2 separate regions of the Ovis aries genome follow, and region 2 is linked to region 1. The links are chromatin contacts, called in public Hi-C maps. All regions are on one chromosome and are shown on one strand. Each heading gives the region's core, a stretch centred on a gene start, on an enhancer-like site or on the middle of the called end of the contact. The rest is flanking DNA. Distances are from core to core; before and after follow the strand shown.

What was found. A called contact is a pair of places that touch in the nucleus more often than the background predicts.
Region 2: a Hi-C map of tail adipose tissue shows a contact between it and region 1, with 6 times the contacts expected there. The contact joins two enhancer-like sites. A contact is called at or near these places in 3 of 16 Hi-C or Micro-C datasets (mixed tissues, skin fibroblasts and tail adipose tissue).

What each region holds. Positions count from the first base shown.
Region 1 is chr7:82,732,127-82,739,419 of ARS-UI_Ramb_v3.0, reverse strand. It overlaps PSEN1 (presenilin 1), which reads right to left. Exons shown (of 11, transcript XM_042252728.2): 4 at 6,984-7,125. Among named protein-coding and RNA genes, the nearest start is that of TRNAA-UGC, 9.4 kb to the left of the region's middle. Within about 2 kb of position 3,894, at least 7 of the 54 cell types and tissues checked have an H3K27ac peak or open chromatin away from gene starts, as enhancers often do.
Region 2 is chr7:82,997,057-83,003,417 of ARS-UI_Ramb_v3.0, reverse strand. No RefSeq gene overlaps it. Among named protein-coding and RNA genes, the nearest start is that of NUMB, 9.6 kb to the right of the region's middle. Within about 2 kb of position 3,102, at least 10 of the 54 cell types and tissues checked have an H3K27ac peak or open chromatin away from gene starts, as enhancers often do.

The DNA of each region.
Region 1 (7,293 bases), core at 2,645-5,144:
AATTGACATACACACACTACTATACATAGAATAGACAACTAATAAGAACCTGCTGTATAGCACAGGGAACTCTACTCAACACTCTGTAACGGCCTATATGGGAAAAGAATCCTAGAAAAAGCGAGTAGACATATACATACATGCATATACATATATACACAAGTGATTCATCTTCCTGTACACCTGAAACTAACACAACACTGTAAATCAACTATACTCTTAATAAAAATTTAAAAAAATAAGTTAGGGGTATGTGATTAAGAGATACAAACCACTATGTCTAAAATAGATAAGCAACAAAAATGTATTATATAAATTAACTAGACTTCAATTAGAAAAGGTATCAATAGAGTCAACAGTTAACATTTATACTTTAAAGGAGCAATATTTTCAATAGAGGAGTTCTGATGTATTCCTACAATAAAAAATTAATAAATAAAATAAAATAACTGATAATAAATTGATAAAATAACTGATAAATCAAAGTCACAAAACTGAAAATCAGAAGTTCAGTTAAGTGACCAGTGTACACATACATTAACTGTACAGAGAAAATAGGCCTTCTAAATTATATAACCATTTGAAGAAAAAATACTCAGTATCTGAGATTTCAGTAAGTATTAGTATGCTATGTTTATTTTACTTGGTTCATTAATAATGCTTATATGTCAGTCCATCATTATAACACAGAATTCATACAGCACTATATAAATATTAGTCCCTATAACTCATGTGAAAAATGAGAGACAGAATCAGAACTTGATTTTTAATCAATTATTTTTTTGGGCCTAACCATATAGCATACTTTGGCCACCTGATGTGAAGAACTGACTCATTTGAAAAGACCCTGATGCTGGGAAAGATTGAAGGCAGGAGGAGAAAGGGATGACAGAGGATGAGATGGTTGGATGGCATCACTGACTCAATGGCCATGAGTTTGAGTAAACTCCGGGAGTTGGTGATGGACAGGGAGGCCTAGTGTGCTGCAGTCGGTGGGGTCGCAAAGAGTCGGACACAACTGAGCGACTGAACTGAACAGAACTGAACATACAGCATGCAGGATCTTAGTTCCCCAACCTGGGATAGAAACCATGCCCCCTGCAGTGGAAGCATGAAGCCTTAACCACTGGACCACCAGGAAAAGTCCCTAGAGCTTGATTAATCTATTATACAAGATTAAAAAAATTTATGGTAATTTTATGTGATGAGTATATTTGGGGAAATAGTATATAACCCAAGGAGTCTGCAGTTTTAAAAAACAGAATGGAGAAATATGATAAACTGTCAAGTAATTTTTAACCAAAAGTAAAATTATTTTAAGGTAGATACACCCATAATAAACTTTATTCTTTCAATGAATTTTACTGTTATGACAGAAGAAGCTACTTAACCACCAACTTTTCCAAACGTATCTCTTAACCAGAAACATCAAATTCAACCTTAAAGAAATAAAAAAGAAAGCTCCAGGGCTTCCCTGGCGGCTTGGTGGTAAAGAATCGGCCTGTCAATGCAGGAGACACAGGTTTGATCCCTGGTCTGGGAAGATCCTACATGCCTTGGAACAACTAAGGTCCTGTGATACAACTAACTGAAACTGTGCTCTGGAGCCCGGGAGCCGCAACTACTGAGCCCATGTGCCACAATTCCTGAAGCCTGGGCTTGTGCTTCAAGACAAGAGAAGCCACCACAAGGAGAAGCTTGAGCAGTTAGGTGAGTAACCTGTGCACTGCAATTAAAGAATAGACTCTGCTCTCCATAACTAGAGAAAAGTTTACACAGCAGTGAAGACCCAGCATAGCCATAAATAAATAAAATAAAATAATAAAAAGAAAAAGAAAAGCTTCAAATCAAGAATATTGTTTTGTCTCCATTTAAAAGAAAAAAATCTTCCACCCCTACCTCCCAGATCTGGTTGTTCCCATTATACAGCTCTAAGTTATCAAAATCTAGTTGTTACTAAAGTTAACGTTAGAATCTACCTTCATTTTCTCTTTTGGCTCTGTTTGATCATTTAAGGTGACATGATTATTAAATCCTTTGAAAGAAAAGATTTCTTAAAAGGTCTCTCTGCCTTTCTTTAAAACAACTTTATAAAATGTTACAACTTGGGAAAAGGTCAAAAGAGTGGTTTTCCATCATGAAAGTTGGTATTCCTTCAACAGTTAAATATTCTAAATTTACTATCCAAATACAATAAATTTAATTTCTGGTGTTCTTCCACAAAAACTTCCCCTAACATTTTATTATAAAAATTTTCAAACACACAGTGAACCACTGCCCATATACCACCTAAATTCTACCATTCACATTTGCTGTACTTGCTTTGTAACATTGCTATCCATCTCTCCATTCAACGAGTCCATTTTAATATGTATCAAAGTAAACTGAAGACACCCGTACATTTCCCTCTAAGTACTTCAACTTTAGCAAAATATTCTGAAGGGAGTCCTTTATTTCATGTGCAAAGTTGCTTAAGCAAAAAGGAATCTTTCCATATGCATCCTAGCCCACTGTACTCACAAGCCAGCTTTAGAAATAATCCAAGTTTCATGGACTGTAGGCCTGCCAGGCTCCTCTGCCCAGGGAATTATCCAGGCAAGAATACTGGAGTGGGTTGCCATTTCCTTCTCCAGGGGATCTTCCCGACCCAGGGATCGAACCCAGGTCTCCTACATTGCAGGCAGATTCTTTACAGCTGAGCCACAGGGGAAGCCCCATGTAAAAATAACACAAAACAAAAAACTTTAAAGAGTGGGAGATGTACATGGATATTCCATATTAAACTCCAAATTAAGGGCGAGAGTAAATATTGCATACTAGGAATCCTCAACTTTCTTTTTTTCTCTTGTTTTATGTGGGGAGGGGCAAGGGAACATGAAATGCTATTTTAAAAAAACAGGATTTTTCTGAATACAAAGTAATATATACTTATGACATATAGAAAATATAGAAACACTAAAAGAAAAAAACAATTTCCACTGACCACTGAGAACCAAAGTTGATATTAACCTTTCCTTTTCAGACATGTTTGTCTACATATGTAAAGACCTTTAAAAAAAATTAGAATCATGTAATATAAGAGTTTACATTCTGTCTTTTAAAACTTTATTTTTGTTACAGACAGATTCTCATTCCACCAAATATTTTCTGAAAATACAGATTTTAAATGCCTCAATAATAGTTTACTTATATTCATGAGCTCACAATTTTTGCCTTATGCATGGTATCTGTGGGGTTTTCCTTCTTTTTCCAATTATATTTTATGCTAGGATTAATATCTAGTATGCAAACATTTTTCAGCATTTTTAATTCTCTAGGATAATTCATGAAAGCAAAATTACACAATTAAAGTGTATAGACATTTTCCAATTACTGACTACTGATATATACTGACTTAGTGACTCCGCAAATTAAGTCCTGACTAATTTTTACCAAGTCAATAAGCTAAATGTTAATTTGCTATTTTAATATATATATTTTTGCTAGTGAGAAAACATACATATACCCCTCTCTCCTCTTTTCCTCTCCTGGCCATCTAGATTTCCTTCATAATTTTTCTTCTTGAGTTTTTAAAATATCTTATTAGGATATCCATAATTTTCTTAATTATTTGTAAGTGCTCTTCATATTGCAAAAATATTAGCCCTCTGCCTGCAATAATGACTTTACTGGTTTTCTTACTAGGTTAATCATGGATGTTATGATTTTCTGAACTATTACCTGAATTCAAAGCCTCTTCTGATGACTAAGTAACACCTCCTCTTTTCCTAGAATATCAGGTGGTAAAACAGGCCTTTCTCATCTTGCAAAAATCCCTAGTTCAGCTTTCCTGTTTCAGGGCTACAGGTTCTGAAACAAATGAGCCCTGATTCAGTAAGCATGGCAAAGATCTCCTCTAAACACTGAACTATCTAGGCCAGAAATCATGTGACTTCAGTAAGCTGTATGGTTTCATCTATATCAAACAATAAATAATTAAAGTGCCTTTTCCAGTTCTTCCTTTTTAAGGTTTGTTTGAGACCAAAGACATTGCACAACCAACTCATGATACAACAAATCCTCAGGGCTTATTTCCAAACAGGTCCTGGCAAGTTTCTGAATTTCTGACTCAAAAGCTCCTTTTATTTTTATACTAAGAGTCAAAGTAAATAACTTGTTGCTATAGAATTGGTTGGGGTGGCCAAGACATAACCATTTTAAAAAGCAAAGCAAAACACCACCGGTGAATGGGTGAACATGGAAATCCAGCTAACTATAAACCTTCAGACCGTCTAACACGAAGCACTAACTAAAAGATGCACAAAACCACCAAAAATACCTTGAGATAGGTTCTATGTAAGGGTAAAAAAAGACCATTCCATCCTGTCTCTCCTATCAAATATACCTATAAAATCTGGACCGAATGCATACAGCTGCCAGTACACAGGCTGGGAATCAGAAGCACCAGGAAGCCAGGGCTAAGTTTACCACCTTTTCCCTCCAGTACTGCCCTCCTCCATCTGCACTCAACACAACCTAAGTGGGCTTTAGCAAGGTGAGAAGCCCTCTAAGTTCCTGCTGGAGAAGCAGAAAGAGGTTTCCAAACACCAAAGAAGAATGTAAATCCCTAGGGGACTCCCACTGACATGTGAAGAACAAAAGTAGCACACAATCCAGATACAAGTCACAAAGAGAGTGCAATAAAGCAGAGAAATGGAACGGGCAGGTAGACACTTTTATGTACACAAAATTACATATAGTGAAAAAAAAAGATTAAAAGTAACCGAGACATGAGCACGTTTAAGCAGTGGGAGGGGAATGGCTTTACATCATTTGCTCTTCGGGTGCCTGACTGTAGATGACTGCCTGTCACATCACATCTTTTGTCTTCAATCTCCAGATTCTGATGTCAGACTGTAAATGGTCATCACTTAGGTTAATATTTTCACCCACTCAACAAACAAGGTTAAACTCTGTATAATTTTAGAAGTCTGTGAACAGTGAAAAGGTGAATAGTAAAAGGATATTCAATCTCACTAATAATCAATCAACTAAAAGCAATTTAAGACATTTTTGCTTTGCCTATTCGGGTTAGAATAGATTATATATATATATGTGTATGTGTTTTTAACCACACTGTACAACATGTGAGATCCCAGTTCCCTGACCAGGGATTGAACCCATGCCCCCTGCAGTGCAAGTGTAGAATCCTAACCATTGGACTGCCAGGGAATTCCCTGCACACATTATTTTTAAAAATTCAATGCTGATGAAAGTAGAGTAAGACAGCCTCATTCACCACTAGTGTTAAGTACAAATTGATACTATCAATTTGAAAACAAAATTCTGCATACCAAGACAGCCAAAAATACGTAGACAATTTGCTCCAGAAATTCTGTGCCTGGGCTTATACCCTAAGGAAATAATTTGAAAAATTGAAAAGCTCTATGCATAAAGACATTCACTGTTTTTTAGGATAGTGAACATCTGGAAAGAACTCAAATGTCCAAATTAGGGAAAATAAATGACAAAACACTCATTGAGTCAAATATTATGTAGTCATTACACATATTTTCAAAGAATTTATAATATGGGAAAATGCTTATGCCAAAGTAATAGTTTTAAAAAAGGACACATACTGATTATACATTTGATTTTAATCATGTTAAAGAATATACTGAAGTATAGTAAATACAGAAGTAAAAAGCGTGTAGAATTCAATGTTTGAAAAGTTAATATTTATTTTATTTCAGAATGAGCCTAAAGGTTCATGATCTGTAATAATTTGTCATTTTTCTGAGGCATGAATCTGAAACATGTGCCAGACAGCTGACATTCACCCTCAAGTTACTTAGGTAGCGTGAGGTAGGGAGCAGAGGCTGGGAGGTCTGGGCTTGTCTCTTCCCTGCATAACCACCCCTGCCTTTATTTCCCAAGCAAAAAATTCCTGTTCCTGAAGGAGAGAAGGTGAGGGAATGGATGGGAATTCAGCCAGTTACCAATGAGTTCAACATCGGCATCTGAAGGTGGTTTCACTGCTTTGTTCTCAAGTTGAAGGGGCTTCCTCGCTGGCTCAGTTGTAAATAACCCGCCTGCCAATGCAGGAGCCTCAGGAGGCTCAGATTCGATCCCTGAGTGGGGGAAGATCCCCTGGAGAAGGAAATGGCAATGCACTCCAGTATTCTTATTGGGATAATCTCATGGACAGAGAAGCCTGGTGGGCTACATTCCATGGGTCACACAAAGAGTCGCACATGACTGAGCAACGCAGCATGCATGCATTCAAGCTGAACATCTGATTTTCTGCGGTTATACATTATTTTATGGGGACAATTATATCATATAGTGCTATTTGTCAATGAGGGAATTCACAAAGGTCTTAGGATATATTCTTCTGGAAGGTCCTAAGTATATTGCAAATCAAAATGTTAAAACCATTTAGACTGTGATATTTTATGAAAACATTTGTTTTTCATTTATGCCTTTTTGTTCCACAAATGAGGGCGGGGGGAGACTCAAAATTAACTTAGTTTTAGAATATAAGACCTTTTTCTTTATTAGACCGAGTCAGGTGACAGGACAATCCAACCATAAAATAAAGAAGATAGTGGAGGGCTTCCCTGGTGACGCAGTGGTAGAATTCACCTATCAATGGAGGAGACATGGGTTCGATCCCTGATCCGGGAAGAGCCTACAGGTTGTGAAGCAACCAAGCCCGTGTGCCACAACTGTTGGAGCCTGTGCTCTAGAGCCGGGGAGCCGCAACTTCTGAGCCCCTGCGGCACAGCTACTGAAGCCTGTACGCCCTTGAGCCCACGTTCCCCAACCAGAGAAGCCGCCACGATGAGAAGCCCGAGCACTTCAACTAGAGTAGCTCCCACTCGCCCCAACTTGAGAAAAGCCCACGCAACAACAAAGACCCAGCACAGGCAAAAATAAATAAAATTATTAGGAAAAAAGAAAAAAAAGATGATGGAAAGCAAAGCTCTGTATCTCATGCTCACCTTGTAGCACCTGTATTTATATAGAACCACCAGGAAAATCGTCATGATGACAATGACGCTGATCATGATCACCGCATTCAGAATTGAGTGCAGGGCTCTCTGCCCCAGAGTCTCCGTGTCTTCTGTAAATGGAGTATAGATTCTGTAATAAAACAAAAGCCCCAGGGGTTAATGGAGATTCTAAACTACATGCTCTCCAAAACCAGTTTTGTTTCCCAGATTTAACTGATACCTTATGAATCACTTTTTTTTTTCAGCTCATCAATCTAACCAAGAATTTTTAACCTAAGAAAAGCAGCTTTATGCTAAA
Region 2 (6,361 bases), core at 1,853-4,352, 260 kb before region 1:
GCTTCAGTCGTATCCAACTCTGTGTGACCCCATAGACGGCCTCCTACCAGGCTCCTCTCTCCCTGGGATTCCCCAGGCAAGAACAATGGAGTGGGTTGCCATTTCCTTCTCCAATGCATGAAAGTGAAAAGTGAAAGTGAAGTTGCCCAGTCGTGTCTGATTCTTCGCAATCCCATGGACTGCAGCCTACCAGGCTCCTCTGTCCATGGGATTTTCCAGGCAAGAGTACTGGAGTGGGGTGCCATTGCCTTCTCTGTGTTCCGCTGTACCCAGCCATTATAATAAAATTTAAAAAGTTGAGAGCTTCTTAGTTACTAATGAAGCTAGAGACCACATTTGTTTTACTACTGTCTTGTTAGTTTATTTATATCCTCAGCTTCCCTGGTGGCTCAGATGGTAAACAATCTGCCTGCAATGTGAGAGACCTGGGTTCTATCCCTGGGTTGGAAAGATCCCCTGGAAGAGGGTATGGCAACCCACTCCAGTATTCATGTCTGGAGAATCCCTACAGACAGAGGAGCCTGGCTGGCTACAGTCCATGGGGTCGCAAAGAGTCGGACACAACTGAGCTACTAAACACACATTAGCTTACTTATATCCTTAGCAGCAAACTATTGGCATAGATTATATGTCTTAAGTTTTAGTAAATGGATATTTACTGAAAGAATGAATGCCTAGTATTCTAAGCACTGTGCATAAAAAACCACAAGGGAAACATTTAAAGAAGTTTGCATTGTATAGCGGTAAGCAGATTTGAATATTTCCTTCCAAAGTTTGTTCTAAAAGTCTCCAGTTAATTCATTCCTGAGGTGGGAAATTCTTGAAAATCTTGGAAAAGGTTCTAAATGAGCCAGGGACTAGAGGACTATTATAAAACTACATTTGATCTGTGGCTCGAGTCTAACGGCTACTCTGAAGCTTGCTCCGTGTCACAAAGACACCAGCTGTTATCTGCCTCAGAGTTGTCATTCACTAACCAAGCAGTTTGACAGTTAGGACCATAAGGATTACCAGGTTGGATCAGACCTTTAATCCATTTAATAGTCTCTAACCTTGGATGAAAGCTTTCAAGTAGTGGTTCTCAACCTGGTTAGGAATCAGAAGCACTTGGTGGAGCTTTGCAAAAATAAAGCACACCTACTCCAGTCCAATGAGGTAGAGTCCCTGGCACTAGGAGGGGAATCTGGGGCATTGACACAGGACCCCCTGGTTCACTCATGCATGCTTCTGCACTTCATCAGTTCGCTCTAGTTGTTTCTGCATTCTGACTACATTCCTTCCTTGGATATTGAGTTCTATGCACTTACGTCCTACACCTTGAAATATTCTTTTTCTTATTATCAGTCCTCATCTTAACAGTACTGAAAGTTTGTCAGTTACATTGTAATCCTAGGATTTGGGGATTTGAGAGCAGAGTTCCTGTTGGTCTTACCCATGCTTCTTGTGATACTATGGACTTAGCTTACCCCCTAAAGCATGCCTAGCAGTCACATGCCCATTCTTGAGATTTTTTTGGTTTACAAGCAGCTCTAGCTTTATTAAGTAATCTTTCTGCATGAGTAAGACAACCTTTGTCCACATAGTGCAATAGCAGAAAAATAATATCTGTTTCTGTGATGATTGTGACCTGGGATTGTTGCTGCTTAGGTCATTCAGGGCAAGGAAAGCACTTGTTGAAGGTTTTGGGTTATGGGTTAAAGTCCTGTTATGAGTCTAGTCAGCTTGTTAGCGTTGGAGATGCCAGGAAGGAGAATATGCTTTCATTTAAGGACTCAATGACTAACATAACCCTTTGGAATGGAGGTGGGGGGCAGGAGTATTTACAGTAAAGTATACAAGGGAATGAATAGAGAAGTAGAATACCAGGGTCACAGACCAGCCAAATAGAATGAACAAGGGTCTGGTTTGACCACTTCCTTTAAAAAGTGTGTGTGGGGGTGCTAAATGGTAGGTGGAGAACCACAGTTGGTGTGTTCATTTTGGAATCTCTATAAATATTCTTTGATAAGTCAAAGTTTCCAAGTAGCCTTATGTACCTGTAAAAAAGAACAGGAGGAGAAAGAAACTTAGGAGAGTGACAGGGAGGGCAAAGAGTTACCACGTCATAGCCTATGCATGCCTCCAGGCATGTTAGGTCTGGCCAGGATCTGTTTGCCCAGAAAACATACTCGGGCTTGGCTGGAAATTTGTAACACTTCAATGATGAGATTTTTGGTTGGATTCCCTCTGGACCTCAGCAATGAACTTGCTCTCAATTGAAGTTCTTAGAAAACAGATCTCCAGGGACTGCTCCACTCAAGATGAAAATACTGTGGCCTCTGAGTCCAATACAGGAGCTCAAAGAGGAGCTGGCTCCTCTATGAATCGACACTCAAAATAATAATAGCTTTTCCTGCCATTTCTTTTCATCTAGAGATTTCAATGCATGTCATAAACAAGTGCCCCTTCCATGGTTAACTGATTAAGCCACATCTCTGACACTCATCTTTCGCGTGGGCTCCTTCCATCAGCTGATGGAGTGTGGGCCTCCTGATCCAAGGTCTCATGCTCAGCACTCACTCCCTGTCTTCACTACCCAGGCTGCAGCTGTCTGTGGTGCTCCCTCGGGGCACAGTTCTTCGTAGGGGCTGGGGTGTTGGATCTGCTCGCTTCTTTGCTGTCATCACCACCCGCTGACTGCATTTCTGGTTCCCTGTGTCCGGGCAACTGGGCTGTGCCTCGGTTATTTGGAATGTGAGAATTGTTGAAGAATCTCTAGGGATTCTTCATGTCTTATAATCCTTCATCCCAATTCACAGCTGCCTGACAACCTCAGGCCCACCAGGGTGCTATGTCCTGTGGTATTCTTCTCTCTCTGTCTTTATCCTCACTTCCCCTCTGCAGAACAAGAGGAAGTCACAGACCAAGAGCTTTTGAGGTAGGAAGGAATGAGAAGGAAAAGTCTTGTCTTTCCTTTCAGCTTGTCCTCTTTGTTCCCAAGGAGGGGGCCAAGGCCATGAACCTTGACCCACAATGGGAAGATTAGCAGGATGTGTCCATGTTCCCATCACTCACCCTGAGGGAGCTGAGTTTTTAATTTTTTTTTTATCTGGAGCAGGGATGACTCAGTGCAGACCTTTGATGGGGAAATCCATCTCAGAACCTGAGAGGGAAGTAGCAGAAGGCTACTACTGGCCCAGCATTTTCATTTAATTTTCATACCAGAATGGTTTCGCTCAATCAGAGGAAACTGAGTTCTCCCTCTCCCCACTGTTGGCAACTGAAGGAATGACCCTGTCTCTCTGTGGGGGTCCAACGGAGACAGGAAATGAGATTTCAGATTCATAATGCAGGGAAGGCCCTGTACACACTGGTGGAATGTTTTATTTAGTCATATACCACCACTGTGCTTTTACTTACGAATTACTACTAACGACTAGTGATCATTACATGATAATTAGCACATGCTTTTTCTTTTTTACAACTCCCATAGCACCACCCCAAAATAAATGACAGTGTAGGGAAGGAAGGCAGCTCCTAGGGACAACTCCTGACTCATTCATTCACTGAACATTTAGTGAACTACTTTGGCCCCGTGCTAGGACCTGTGAGCAGGAGGGATGGGTTCCTGATATCACAGTGCTATAGGAGGATGTGCTCCACGCAAATTTACTCATGGGATGTGTGTATCCAAAACGGAAGTGCAATATATATAAGAGCCCAACCCAGTGGTGCCTGGGAGAGGAGAGGTCAGCAGGCCCTGCTTCAGAAATCACTTCGAAAGCGAGATCTGTAGAATGAGTAGGAGCCAGTAAAGGGAACCTAACTCAGGGCGCGTGTACGCTCAGTGTGTGTGCTCAGTCACACCCGACTCTTCATGACCCCATGGACTGCAGCACGCCAGGCTTCCCTGTACATCACCATCTCCCGGAGCTTGCTCAAAGTGATGTCCGTCAAGCTGGTGATGCCATCCAGCCATCTCATCCTACTTAGAGTAAACCTATACGATTGGTATAATCTCCCCTCTACATAATATTAACCCTCCAAAGTAAATCCCAGTTTCCCTCAAATACAGTGCCCCCGATTCTGCTTCTGTGATGCTTACCTTGGGAAAGTGTGAAATTCTACACAAGTGGAAGATGTAATTATTGTTACACTAGAGAGTATTACAGGGAGGAGGATGGTATGAGGGAAATGGGTGTGAAAATCAGGTTCTTCTATTTCCACAGCCCAGGCTGCACTCTCTGGGCCCTGGGGATGATCTGGGTCTGACTCGGGAAATAGGCTTGTCTGCCTTCCCTTGAGCAATAACATCCTTTCCTATCAGCTGCTGCTCTAAGAAGACACTGATGTCCTTTTGCAGGAAACTAACAGGAAAAGAAAGAAAGCCTACTACTAAATACACTTCCTGAGGGCAAAATGAAATGGCTGCTGCTCTGGCTGCCTGAAGGAAAAGGCTGAATAAATAAACACACCATCCCTATTGTGTAGGCAGGTTTCCTGGGGGCAAGTCTTCATCTTCTCAGCCCTTCTTTCCTTTCTAAAATTGGCCATCCTGCAAAACAGCAGACAGAGATCTTCTCTGGCTACTGAGAAGTGTTGAAACTTACAATTCTCCTCTTTCTCAAACCCAGAGGAAACACAGAGTTAGAAGAAGAGGAGACAAGTGACAGGAAGAGGAACTTGATGTTGCTACATACCTCTCCTTTAACCTCACAGATCGTTCCCCACAACTTCTGCTTTGAGCTCTTCTGTGCACAAATCTGGAAACACCTAGGAACATGCCCAGAGAAGCAGAGGCCAGGGTTGTGGCATTTCAGAAAACCAAGCTGCTACTGCTAAGTCGCTTCAGTCATGTCCGACTCTATGTGACCCCATAGACAGCAGCCCATCAGGCTCCCCCATCCCTGGGGGGCCTGTTTAAATCCCAGCTGCACAGGTGTCTTGATTTGGAGGCAGAAGTGTAACTGTTATTATCTATGAGTATTTATTGAGTGCTAAGAGATATTACTTTGCCGACTAAGGTCCATCTAGTCAAGGCTATGGTTTCTGCAGTAGTCATGTATGGATGTGAGAGCTGGACTGTGAAGAAGGCTGAGTGCAGAAGAATTGATGCTTTTGAACTGTGGTGTTGGAGAAGACTCTTGAGAGTCCCTTGGACTGCAAGGAGATCCAACCAGTCCATTCTGAAGGAGATCAACCCTGGGATTTCTTTGGAAGGAATGATGCTAAAGCTGAAACTCCAGTACTTTGGCCACCTCATGCGAAGAGTTGACTCATTGGAAAAGACTTTGATGCTGGGAGGGGTTGGGGACAGGAGAAGAAGGGGACGACTGAGGATAAGATGGCTGGATGGCATCACTGACTCGATGGATGTGAGTCTGAGTGAACTCTGGGAGTTGGTGATGGAGAGAGAGGCCTGGCGCGCTGCAATTCATGGGGTCGCAAAGAGTCAGAAACGACTGAGCGACTGAAATGAACTGAACCAAATGGTCTAGCACCACAGAAGAAACTGCTTAAGATGGTGACTTTGGATCAGAAAACAGCTCCAGCTGAAAAGATCCTAAGGCATTTCCTTGTGAGGATAGTTTTTTCTTCTGGAATACTGACAAAAGGAAAGAACCTGTACAAATGTAAAGAGAGTGGAGGGAGGCAGGGGGAGAGAATATTTGAGTAGATACTCTTGGCCTGAAAAGAGGAGATGAGGTGAGCTATGCATTTGGACCTTTGTGTTTCTACAATGTTTTTGGTTTAAAGATCATTTATGCTTTAGGAGTTCTTACCCCGCCCCCACCCCTACCCCCTTCGCCACCACCACATTTTTCTTATAATATAATCATGTGTGAGCCCTGAGAAATGACTCAAAGCCAAAATAATGGGGTTTCCTTGATAATAGTTCCTCATTTTCTCTGGCTACAGGCCAGTCCTCAATATCCTCCTTCTTTATAAGGAAACCACTCAACCCAGCCCTGCTGGTCACTCGAACCTCACAGTGATCATTCGTTCATGTTGTAAACTGGGCTTTCTACTTCCAGCTTTCTAATTGCAAACTTGCTCTCTTCAGCCTCTTGCTTCTGACTGCTTCCAGTCCAGGGATGCAGTCTGCCCCTTGGGTGCCCTCATGCCATCCACAGAGCCTGGTAGGATCCCTCTTTCTCTCATCCTGTTAAGGATTGACAGCAGACTGCAAAGTGACCAGTGAAAGGGGCAAAGGTCACACAGCCATGTCCTTGCTCATCCTGGGTACACTCCCCCTCTCTGGAACTTTAATGGAGCCAGGTTCAGACTTCTGAAAATTGGAGGTGCTGCCATAATTACCCGATCTTGCTGGTTTTGAGCATGCCTTGCTTAATATAAGGCAGGCAGGAAATTAGATTGGATC